2 separate regions of the Mus musculus genome follow, and region 2 is linked to region 1. The links are chromatin contacts, called in public HiChIP or PLAC-seq maps. All regions are on one chromosome and are shown on one strand. The core of a region is the stretch at or near the end of the contact, and the rest is flanking DNA. Distances in the headings are between cores, read along the strand shown. Region 1 overlaps Gm36600 (a long non-coding RNA gene). Region 2 overlaps 1700045H11Rik (RIKEN cDNA 1700045H11 gene).

Region 1 (5,951 bases), core at 3,015-5,514:
CAAGACCACAGCAAGGAAAGAAAACAAAGAATATGAGACACACTCAGAGACCTCAGACCTGTATATCTAGGAAATGTCTAACTATATAAATAAAGATAGCATAATTCTATGCCACTCTTTCTTAATTAAAAAATTATGTACATGGGTGTTTGGCCCGCATACATGTCCGTATACCATGTGTGTCTGGTACCTGATGCCTGCAGAAGTCAGAGGACAGTGAGTGTCAGATCTCCTGGAACTGGGGCTACAGACAGTTGTGAGCCACCATGTGAGTGCTGGGAATTGAACCTAGGTCGTCTGCAGGAATAAGCACTCTCAACCACTGTGTCTTCTCTCTAGTCACAGTTGTATCATTCTTTATTCTATGTAAAGGAAAGATTTTTAATTATCTGAAAAATAGCTTTACATTTTTTGTAAAATTTAGTTTTGAGTTGTGAGTTGAGCCAAGACCCCACCCCCCCCACCCCCAGTACTGGACAAGCGCTGAGCTGCATCTCCAGTGTAGCTGCATCCATCCCCAGTATAACTGTATCCATCCCCAGTGTAGCTGCATTCATTCCAAGTGTAACTGTATCCATCCCCAGTATAGCTGCATCCATCCCCAGTATAACTGTATTCATCCCCAGTGTAGCTGCATCCATTCCAAGTGTAACTGTATCCATCCCCAGTATAGCTGCATCCATCCCCACTGTATCTACATCCATCCATCCCCAGTGTAACTGTATCCATCCCCAGTGTAGCTGCATCCATCCCCAGTATACTGTTAATTTTATTGTTGTTGTTGACTTTTTTTTTTTTTTTTTTTTTTTTGAGCAGGGTTTCTCTGTGTAACAGCCCTGGCTAACCTGGAACTTTGTAGTCCAGGCTGACCTCAAACTCACAGAGATCTGCTTGCCTCTGCCTCCTGAGTGTTTGGATTAAAGACACATGCCACCAAGCCTGCCCAGCTGTATGTACTATTGACTTTTTATTTTGAAATAAGACCTCTCTAAGCTGCTCAGGCTGGCCTAGAACTCACTCTGTAGCCCAGGCAAGCTTCGGACTAGTAGTCCTCCTGCCTTGGCTCGTGAATATCTGGGATTATAGGACGCCCAGCCTTGCTAAATATTTTAATTATGGAAATTGTCAAACACAGATAAGAGACTCGTTATAAGAGGCCCCACCCCACACCCTCCCCAGGGATGATGCTGCCACTCTGTCTACATCCCTGGTCACTGGTTACTCAGGCAGGGCCAGCTGCTCTGAGAAGTCACGTGGCTTTTGATTTGTCCTTAGGGTGGAGGAAGGGAAATGAGATTCCAACCCCTCATATAGACACTCATTTTTCACATTTTTACTCTACTCTTGAGCGCTGAAGAGACGCACATTACTGCAGCTGCTTTGATCTTGGCTGCACTTGGGAATGTCAAATACGTTGGCTGCCAGCTGATCAAACAGAAGCTCAGACACTTCTGGGATCGAGAGATCAAGCCTAACTCCTAACCGCGGCCTTGCTGCTCAGGCAAACAATCTTCTACTAGTACCCTAGAGCTCAGGTCCACAGAATCAGGTCTGATCATCCCCTACCACAATCTGTCATACTGTGACGATGGCCTGATCATCCCCTCCTGTTCTGTCATACAGTGACTATCGTCTGTTGTAGGAGATTTGACATTCGGGACAGGTTGGTGGGAAAGTTTGAATAAAACAAAGCCAGTGTGTTCCGGTCACTCAGTGTAGCTCATGCCTGGCCAAGCATCCACACACACACGAGTCTACAGAGGCCGTAGCCTGTTCAAACGACCGCAGCTCCCTAGACTTACGCAGGAACAGAACATTTTCTTGAGATGCACATCTGAGGGAGGGCCTAAGACATCTGTCTTCCTTAGGCTTTTACAGAGGCCATGACCAAGGCAGCTTTTATAAGGACAACATTTAATTGGGGCTGGCTTACAGGTTTGGAAGTTCAGTTCATTATCATCAAGGCAGGAGGGAACATGGCAGTGTCCAGGCCAGGCATAGTGCAGGAGGAGCTGAGAATTCTATATCTCCCTTTAAAGGTCCCTAGAAGCAGACTGGCTCCCACGTAGTTAGGAGGAGGGTCTCGTTGCCCACTCCCACAGTGACACACTTCCTCCAACAAGGCCATACACACTCCACCAAGACTGCACCTCCTTATAAAGCCACTCCCTCAGCTAAGCATATTCAAACCACCACAACACCCAATTCCCAGCAGCCAGCAGCTGCTCCGATGACACACAGAGATGGGTGACCTTCCCACTCAGACTCTGCAGCATTCCCCCTCTGATGGCAGGACAGTATGCATCACAGTATGTATAACTGACCCACTAGAAATGGATTAAGCCCTTAGAGCTGAGGGCTGTGGGACCATCGAGAAGGAGGTGAAGAATGTAATACCAGAAAACTACCAATGCAAAGACAGTAACTCTCCCTGCCCTCTCTCTCTCTCTCTCTCTCTCTCTCTCTCTCTCTCTCTCTCTCTCTCTCTCTTTCCCTCCTTCCCTGCCTCACCCCGCCAAGGTTACCTATTAAGTGATAAACTTTTTAGTATTCCAAAGGACATGAGAATTTTAAATGTGCTTTAAAATGTCTAGCACTTTGTAAGTAAATACTTCATAGACTTATAGACAGGAATTGACAAACGGGACTGCAGGGTTGACTCAGCGATTAAGAGCACTGAGTGTTCTTCCAGAGGACCCAGGTTCGATTCCCAGCAACCACATGGGACTCCACAAGCACCCATAACTCTAGTTCCAGGGGATCTAGTGCCCTCTCCTGGCATGTATGTATGTAGTACACAGACAGAGGTGAAACACTAATACACATAAAACAAAATAAATAAATCTAAAATAAAAGTAATTTTAAAATTAAAATAAAAATAGACATGAAGGACAGAAGCACTGATAAAACCTCCTGTCTCATTGGGTAAAGAGCTCTTACCACAGGAGCCTGTGTCAGCCAGAGTCACATGCCTGGGGACCACGTGGTGAATGGCTAGAACCGGTCCGGTAAGTTGTCCTGTGACCTCTATAAGGGCACTGTAGAGCATGTGTGCACATGCACACACACGCACACACACACACACACACACACACACATACACACACTCAAACACAATGAATGAATGAATGAATGAATGAATGAAAATAAAAATGTTTAACATCTTGGTCATTTCAACTAAGAAAAGAAGTAAGTAGACCAGAAGAAATTTTCTTGATAAAGAGCATATAATAAAAAGATATGAAGACAAAATTGTTGTCAGGCATGGTGGGTCACACCTATGGTGTCAGCATTCAGGAGACTGAGACAAAAAAAGCAAAAAGCCAGTTCCTGCCTGGGCTGTACAGTGAGTTCCAGACCAGCCTGGGCAACTTAGCAAGACAGTGCCTCAAAAGAATAAAGAGGATTGGGATGTAGCTCTGTACTAAAGTGTTTGACTAGCATGCAAGAAACCCTAGGTTCAACCCCCTACCATCAAAAGGGGAGGGGAGACAAACAAGACACAATACAATTCTTAACACATTAATCCAGATGAAATAATACAAATGGTAAGTTAGCATGGCTGCTTGTAAAAGCACAGGTTTCCAGCCAGCAGGGTGAGGTGGATTGGCACAGGTGCTGGCCACCAGGTCTGACAGTTAGATCCCTGGGATTCCCACAAGACGGAAGGAGAGATCTCTGACTTGAAAATGATACCAGGGTGCACAAGTGTCCCTCCTGGTTCCCCAAATAAAGGATGGAGAAAAAAAAAAGACCAAGTTAGTTCCCCCCCCACACACACACACAATTTAGTCCTAGAGAAAAAAACGAATCGAGGAGAATCCTCAGAAGATCACATTCAGCTCATGTCTTTAGTCCAGTACTCCCAAGGCAGAGGCAGGCAGATCTCTGAGTTCGAGGCCAGCCTGGTCTAAGGAGTGTGACTCATGTTTCCTTCTGTAGTTCCAGGACAGCCAGGGCTACACAGAGAAACACTGTCTCAAAACAAAACAAGAGATGAAAGGGGAGGGGAGAGGGCGAGAGAAGAAATGAGGAAGAAATGATCTCCACAAAAGGCTATTCACTAACACGCTATCCTAAACATCTTTAAGCCATCTGAACGCCCAGGAGCAAATAAAGAATAATGCCCAGCTCTGAACACTAAATTTAATTCCAGCAAAATTCTCCTCCTCCAGCCCCAGAGACCACCACACATCCAGCAGTGAGCCGTGGATATGCTGGGGGGCGGGGTCTGTAAGAGTGTGTGCTAGGGGGCGGGGTCTGTAAGAGCTTGCGTGCTGGGGGCGGGGTCTGTGAGAGCCTGTGCTGGGGGTGTGTAGCTCTGTGGAATGAGAGTGCTGGGGTGCTGAGCAGGTATAGCTTTGTGGCAGAGGACATGCTGACCATGTATTAGGTGCTGGGTTCCATCCCCTGCACAAAACAAAATAGGGGTAGTAAGGAAGAAAAGAGGAAGAGGAGGAGGAGAGGGAGGAGGAGGAAAATTGGAAACATTGTGTAACTTAATTTCTATGGAATTCTAGAACAAAGAAAACAAAATAGAGGAGCCTTAAGGAATCCTGGTGGGGTGGGGGATTGAGGGACTTTCTGGATGACGAAAGCAGATTTCCTGGAGTAGGGCGTGGTTCCTTGGTTACCAGCATTTCAAAATACATCAAGCTATGGGCTTTCGGGTCTGTGCATTTCTTTGTGTATGTCTTGCATGTGAACTTAAAAGGGATCTTAAAAGGGTGGCGGACTGCTCAGACTAGAGTGCTTGCTGTGCCTGGGTGAGGACCTAAGTCCTGAGCTCCAGAACCAGTGTACAAGCCGAAGGGGGCCGGGGCAGGGGGGAGGGGCGGGGGGGGGGCGCAGGTGGTGGTGGTGGTGGGGTGGTGTGTGCACCTGTAACCATGGTGACAGGGAGGCAGAGACCGGTACATCCTGGAGACTTGCTGCTGGCTATTCAGTGTATTGAAAATTATGAACTCCAGGTTCACGGAGACACCATCTCTCAAAGAGGCCTTTACATGCACAGGGGAGCTCACTCTTTCGCATGCCTATGCGCACACACACACACACACACACACACACACACACACAAGAGCATTTGGGGAGAAATTATAAAGTTACCTTTATAAAACCAATGACATGATGAACACAATTTTTTTTTGGGTAGGCCTGGATATCCTGGAACTCACTCTGTAGACCAGGCTGGCCTCGAACTCAGAAATTCGCCTGCCTCTGCCTCCCAAGTGCTGGGATTAAAGGCGTGCGCCACTATGCCCAGCTCTGAACACTAAATTTAATTGAGATCACAGTTGCCTCAAGCTGGGGAGGTGGCGGCAGAGGAAGGGACCCTATTTAAGGTGGGGGGGGGGAGGGTCAGAGATGACTCTAACTCTTGTTTCAAAGGTTGACTCCAAAGACAGTCCTTCATATCACTCTGTAATAACAAAATATATTCATATGATATGTGCACATATTTACATGTCATATTCATTATATTGTAAGTATCCAATAATGTATACATTCTAATTTTTAAAAGAATTTTATAGGGCTGGAGAGATATTCCACCACTTAAGAGCACTGGCCTCTCCTCCTCTCCTCTCCCCTCTCCTCTCTTCTCTTCTCTGAGCTCAATTCCCAGCATCCACATAGCAGCTCACAACTGTCTATAACTCCTGCTCCAGGGGATCCATCTGATCTCCTCTTCTGGCCTCCACAAAAGAGGCACCAGGCACACATGTGGCACAGGGATGTGTGTAGGCAAAGCACCCGTACACACCAAATAAAAATAAATCTTGAAAAAATTGTATGTATATGTGTCCGTGTGTGTGCACACATGATTGGGTGTATATGTGTCTGTGTGTGTGCACACATGATTGGGTGTATATGTGTCTGTGTGTGTGCACACATGATTGGGTGTATATGTGTCTGTGTGTGTGCACACATGATTGGGTGTATATGTGACT
Region 2 (6,288 bases), core at 3,773-6,272, 84 kb after region 1:
AAAAACCTTGCAAGTAGGGTTAGGTGGGGTAGCATGAGGCAGGGGGTGCTCGCCTTGAAAGGATGAGGGGATGAGTCCAACCCCAGCATCCACGAATAAAGCAAGGTGTGGTAGCCAATTGGATAGCTCCTGAGAGAGGAGACACTCCGGTCTCCATGCACACACACGCACATAAGCACACACACGCACAGACATGTACACGCACATGTTGTCTTTTTTTTTTTTAAGAAGCAGCTTAAAGCTGAAAGAGGGGAAATGAGATTCTAATGATACCCCACGTACACCAGAACTGGCTGGCCGTCTGTCCACCTCACTAGTCAGAAGTCTGCGTCAAAAAGTCAAAGCAGACATGACAAAGCACAGGCAGTAAAAACTCAGTGACTACCTAGGAAAAACTTCTAACAAAAACAAAACAAGTGGACTGCAAACCCGTAGTGATATAAAAGAGGCCTTGTGCGTCTCTGACCGACTGGCTGGAGAGGCCGAGAACACTCCTTAGGTCCTCTGTCGTCACTCACTGAGGAGCAGTGGTTTATGGGAGACTGGAAAGCTTGCCCTGAACCTTAGTGAGCAGATACACAGCACAGCAAAGTAACCTTTGACCTTTTTATCCCTGAAAAAGCTTAAGAAAAAAAATAGCTTTCTTAAATGACCAGCCAGCACTGCCCAGGGACTGCTTCACCGGTTTTATGTGAATTCTTCGGTTTGCTTGGTTTGGGCGCTGGACAGGGAACCTCTGCATGGCACATGCTACATACACGTCTAAATACACGTGTGCTCTTCTACTGAGCTCCCCAGCCCACAGCTCTGACCTCGTTCTGAGCTGTCCTTCTTCTCTGAGCGGAATGGAATTCTGGCCTGCTTCAGCAAAGGTGCCCAAATGTAGACGTCGATATTAATACCCATTCTGCCGGGGCCAACATCTGAGATTCACGGCATTCATAAAGAAAACTCTGTCTACATCACACTATGCTTTACTTAATCCGCTGCTGGCCTCTCCTTGTTAGAATCGGAAATGGGAAGGCAGTTTTTGCTGTGTTGGTCAGTGCAGTGTCTCCAGCCTGTATGGAAGACCTTAGCACAGACTGGGGTCCATACCTAGGTGACTAGGAGAATGTTATACTGGGGATAGGTGGTGACAGCTCTTTCTAGTCAACATGCTTCTGGCCTCTCTCAGAGGACCACTGCCCTGGAGGGCCCAGCAGTTCACAGTCCAGCTGATATTAAGGGGGCATTGGGGATGGCAGGTGTTAGGAAAGATGTATGTCCAGGGAACATATCCCAAGGACACTTGTCTGGTCCAGGGGTCAGAGAAGGTCACTGTGAAGTCACAGCATTTGAGACCAGTATAGTTGACCAGGGTGAGATAGGGATTTGGAGATCGGAGCTGCAGCTCCCCAGCTGACTGAAGCGTAGTAGGGCAGCACCAAGGCTGTCACATCACCGTGACAGAAGCTTCTAGAAGGTAAGAGCATCAAGCTAAGGTCACAGGAGAGCGTGACTTCGAAGATGTCTGCGTACGTCTGTCGGGGCGCTGTACCTCTGAGCTGTACCACGATGCACAGTCCTCAGACCGGCATTCCTCAGCTCTGGTTCTCCTCAGAGAATTGAAGGCAGGCACGGAGGGGAGCAGCTTAGAAGGTCAGAAGGTCAGTGTGTGTGTGTGTGTGTGTGTGTGTGTGTGTGTGTGTGTGTGTGTACATGTGCGGGCGCTCTCACTTGGGCGTCATCTATGTCTCGGGAATTCTTTTCCTCAAACTTCGGTGATTAAGTTATCCAAGCACCTAGACAATGATGAGAGCCCCTCCCCCACCCCCACACCCCACCACCTCATGAGGGGCAGAATGGGCTCACACAGCAACCTGCAATTCTAAGCAACAAAGAGAAGAGCTGAGTCGGCTGGTGGGTCCTCGGATGTCTGTGAATGGCCCTCTCCATGAAACGGCAAATTCCTCTTTTAATTTACAATCGCTGTCTCTCAGTCTCCCCTCTCCCTCCTTCCCGACCAGTTCTTTCTCTTATTGACTTTGTTCTTCTCCTGCTTTGTGAGTAGGGAGATGAAAATGTGCTTCCCCGCAGGACGCCCTTCCCACAAACACACTTCCTCATCTTGCTTCCGGCCCTTTTTCCAGAGAAGCCACAGGGGCAGGAGGGACTGAAAGCTGTTCTCTTGTAAAAATATTACACCTGTCTCTGTGAAGCCAGGACACAGGCAGAGTCCGCTGCCCCACGCCTAGACAGACAGGACCCAGATGATTGTCACTGGGGAACCTCACTGCACCCCAAGTGAACCTCCATGTCTGCTCCCCTTACCCCAGAAGCCACACCCTTGTCCCTTTGTTTAGCTCCAGAAAGCCTGAGCTACGTTGAGCCTTATACTGGTGTATATATGTACGTATATGTGTGCATGTATGTATGCATGTATGTGTATACGTGTGCATGCATGTGTATGTATATGTGTGCATGTATGTATGTATGTATGCATGTGTATATGTGTGTATGCATGTATATGTGTATACGTGTGTATGCATGTATATGTATATGTGTGCATGTATTATGTATGTATGCATGTATATGTGTATATGTATGTATATGTGTGCATGTATGTATGTATGCATGTGTATGTATGTGTGTATATATGTGTGTACTCTGCAAGACTTAGGAATCTAATAAAATGTCTTACTTCGCATGAGCTAGTCTAATTTCAGTTTATTCCTGAGGCTTGGTTGAGGAACTGGCCGTGGGAGGAGACACACCTCAACACCCAGGAGTTGGCTCCAGAGCAAATTTCAACTCAGGGACATTTCCAGAACAATGTCCAAGTCAATGAAAGGTAGGTGCTCCTGGCGACATTCCTGGTTAGTTCCATCCACAAGGAACCGCTCTGAGCACAGTAGAGATTAGGACTGGCCAGGTGACCTGCAGTTCCGGTTTTGATGGAAAGAGAGGATAAAAGTAGGAAGGAAGCAGGCCACCCACCCCTGTCTTATCTGGGCTGGGACAGAGTGTGCCCCTGGAGAGGAGGAACAAGTGCTGTTTTGCTTTCTGTGTTTTTATTTAAGCAATTAGTCACAGGTAACGTGAAGCAACTTTTGAAGGAAAGCTCTCCACATGCCGGAATTCTCAACCCAGTGGTGTTGGGTGTCGAGGTTCGGGAAACATAAATAAGTGAATTTCAAAGCATTAAAGCGGAGGAGGGAAAAGCAACGTCCACCTCATCCTTGCATTGGTTAGCATTGATCTCACAGGACCTGGAAAGGGAATAAATATAAGAATAGCAGACAGGCAAACGTGTGAAGCTCTGCAGACAGCAAGCCCTGAACAGTCTCCTGACAGCGGCAGGCTACTTCAGCCACCTCTTTGGTGACTATAATTACACAGGACAATGTAGCTTTGAGGAACCCTGGCATTGGTGTCTGGGATTTGTAAACTCTGCTCAGAGGCCCGGCCTCACTCTCTAAAGCTGGAAAAGCCTCTGTTTTCCACAAGTCACCATTGAGAGTGCAGCCAGATCTAAAGTGTGTTTGCCCCTGAACAAAGGAGCAGCCGTTCCCAAAGGCCAGTCCAACCTGAAATACCAGATTTCTAATGAGCCCTGGCCTTGTCTGCAGCTCACTCTGCACCTGGCTTAACCCCTTCCTGCCTGCAGGTCCTCAGAGTCCACCTTCAGTGGAAAATCACCCTGACTAACTGCTGTAGATAACCCTGCACGCCATCCATCAATTTGGGCCGAATCATGTCGGGCCTGAGTGAGCTGACGTGGAACATCGCTGCCCTTCGCTGAAAAGCTGTTTGCTAATCCTAAAGGTTCTTCTTTACTTTTGCTGGATTTAAAAAGAAAGGGGGTGGGGGGTGGGGCTGATTTAATAGCGCTTAATCAATCATTTCTCTGTCCTCACGTGAGTTTGTTTACACAGTGTATTGGATATCTCTTAAATGACCCCGGTCCCTCTGTTGCTACTGAAATTCTACAGACTCCCATCCAGTAGATGAAAATACCAAGGTCCAGACAGAGGGTCTGATTCCAATTGTCGGTAACCCTGTTGTCCTTTTCTTCTTTGTTTTAAGTGACCAGCATGTGTACATGTGTACATGCAACATGCATGTGTGTATGTGTGCTTCAAGATTCCTGTGCCTGTATGTTCAAGGGTAGAGAGTACACATCGACACTAGGGGCCCTCACCCACTGTTCCCCATCTTGTTTTTAAGACACAGGCCTCTCTCACTCAATCTGGAGGTTGCCAATTGTCCCCACCCCCTCCTGCTGCATCCTCCTGTCTCCACACCCCAGCACTGGGGACTGCAGGCCTGTGTCACCATGCTTGGGGTGGTAGGGTAGGATGGGGGGGGGGGGTCACGTGGTCCTGAGGATCTCGACTTGGGTCTCTGTGTTGGTACAACAAGCAGTTCACCCACTGGGCTGTTCCCCTAGCCTGCTGCCCCTTTTAAAAGAAGATCCTCAGGCTCTGGAGTTTACAGTCCTGTGGTTTTCCTTAATCATGTGTGCTTCATGCAATTGAAACTTACGGAGGGGGGTGGGGTGGGTGGGATTTCAGGTATTAAATTCTTCTGATCAAAAAACAGTGGAGTCCCAACAGACTGTTATAAAACTAATCGCTCAGAGACATACAACTAAGAGGACTGCGTGCTTTCTGCTTTGGTGTTCTCTCTGACCCTCCCCTCCCTCCCTTGTTCTCTCTTTCCTTGTGAAGTTTAAAGAAAGAGGTTTGAAATAAAACCAGACACTCACTGACAGAGAAATGTGGAGAAGAATGGAACCCTTGGAAGTGTAAATTAGAGCAATTGATCTGGCTGGCCAACCAGCAATTAGTGCCCAAAGATTTAATCGCTTCCTTTGATCTGATCATTTTACTTTGATTGATTTATCCCAAGGAAATAACTCAAGAAAGAGTTAGATTTAAAACAAAGTAGCAAAATCAGGGACCTGGGCATCACAAGTCCTTGGGCCCGTTGCCTGTGGCGAGGCACTGGCAGGAAACCCCAATCCTTAGACACAAGTAGGGAAGACAATGTCAATAAAGTAGATCCTGTGGATTGAGACTGCAGTGCATAGGAGCTGGGTGGACCGGAAGCTGAGAAAAGGCAGGAGAGGGAAGTAGCCCCAGGGAAGGGTAACTGGGGAGGCGGTGGTGGCAAATATCCCCTGGGCAGGAGGGTAGTAGGGCTGGATTGTGAAGGGAAAGCCCAGACCCGGGTATAATGGTTGGTCCCTGAGGCTCGGATACCTAGGAAGGCAGGGCCCTGGGTTAGATCTTGTTTTATTCTGTGGCAGTGCTTCATCCTGTCTTTCTGTCACTTTGAGAAGTGATGTTGGGAGGATTTGAACAGGCAGAACAGGAAGGATTTGACACGGTGGAGGACTGCTGTCCAAAGAATCACCGTGGGCAGCGTGACAAAACCTGGATTAGAGAGAGGGAAGTCTGAGACCCAGAACAGCGCAAGGGCAAAGCTGACGGGTGGAGGAAGGGACAGATGAAGCCATTTCGTGGCTTGCGTTCAAGGCCTTAATCACCAATTAGCTACAGGCCAGTCAGGTCACAAGAGACAACTGTCCTAGGGAAAGGGATTCCGCCACATTCACAGGAGTGTCAGAGTAAATCCCTCTTCAGCCAGGAATTGAACTCAGAACCTCTGGAAAAGAAGTCCGTGCTCTCAACCACTGAGCCATCTCTCTAGCCACCCCACCCCACGAAGGTGCCCACCCCACACTTAGGTTCTTAAGGGGCAAGTTTCTCCTTGCCGATCTCTCTCCTCCAGCTGAGAACATCTGGAATGACTTTTAACCACTAAATTCCCTCAAAGTAAACAAATTAGAGAAGCCTTTCCATATTCAAAATACCTGTAGATTTCATTTCCTGTTTCCTTGCCGGGATGGAACTCAGAACTTTGGGCACTCCAGCCCTTTGCCTTTGGAGAGAACATATCCAGGAAGTCTTCCAACTCACAATCCTCCTGCCTCAGCCTCATTAGTGGTGGGGTGCATGCACACACCATGAGACCTCGTTTAGATCTGGATTTATGAAGAGCCAAAGAATTCAGACTCAGTTTCAGGCAACCACTATGTGATCTTTATTTCTGGAAACATCACCTTAGTTTTAAAGAGGTTTTTCGAGCCTGATCTTATTTCAGTGAAATAATTCAAATACCAAAGGACCTCCTCTTTAGCGCTCCGGTGGTCGCCTTACTTCTTCCGTGAAGTATGGAGAAAATCCACTTAGCTTGCACACATAAAACATCGAGCTTGGGAATTACTCTCTTAGCTGTGCT

What was found. HiChIP or PLAC-seq counts read pairs in DNA pulled down with a chosen protein or histone mark.
Region 2: a contact with region 1 is called in an H3K27ac HiChIP or PLAC-seq map of embryonic stem cells, with 6 read pairs. The contact joins two enhancer-like sites. A contact is called at or near these places in 4 of 484 Hi-C or Micro-C datasets (bone marrow-derived macrophages, epidermal suprabasal cells, nephron progenitors and 1 more), 5 of 115 datasets of contacts at active chromatin or transcription factors (bone marrow-derived macrophages, embryonic stem cells, pancreatic cancer cells and 1 more) and 1 of 9 other capture datasets (embryonic stem cells).

The regions. Positions count from the first base shown.
Region 1 is chr4:150,739,022-150,744,972 of GRCm38.p6, forward strand. Gm36600 (a long non-coding RNA gene) reads left to right here. Exons shown (of 5, transcript XR_881598.3): 5 at 1-109. Among named protein-coding and RNA genes, the nearest start is that of Gm36600, 37 kb to the left of the region's middle. Within about 2 kb of position 4,265, at least 32 of the 459 cell types and tissues checked have an H3K27ac peak or open chromatin away from gene starts, as enhancers often do. A contact at or near this core is called in embryonic stem cells, where this site is marked.
Region 2 is chr4:150,822,154-150,828,441 of GRCm38.p6, forward strand. It overlaps 1700045H11Rik (RIKEN cDNA 1700045H11 gene), which reads right to left. Exons shown (of 4, transcript NR_040649.1): 4 at 6,072-6,288. Among named protein-coding and RNA genes, the nearest start is that of Gm42356, 18 kb to the left of the region's middle. Within about 2 kb of position 5,023, at least 10 of the 459 cell types and tissues checked have an H3K27ac peak or open chromatin away from gene starts, as enhancers often do. A contact at or near this core is called in embryonic stem cells, where this site is marked.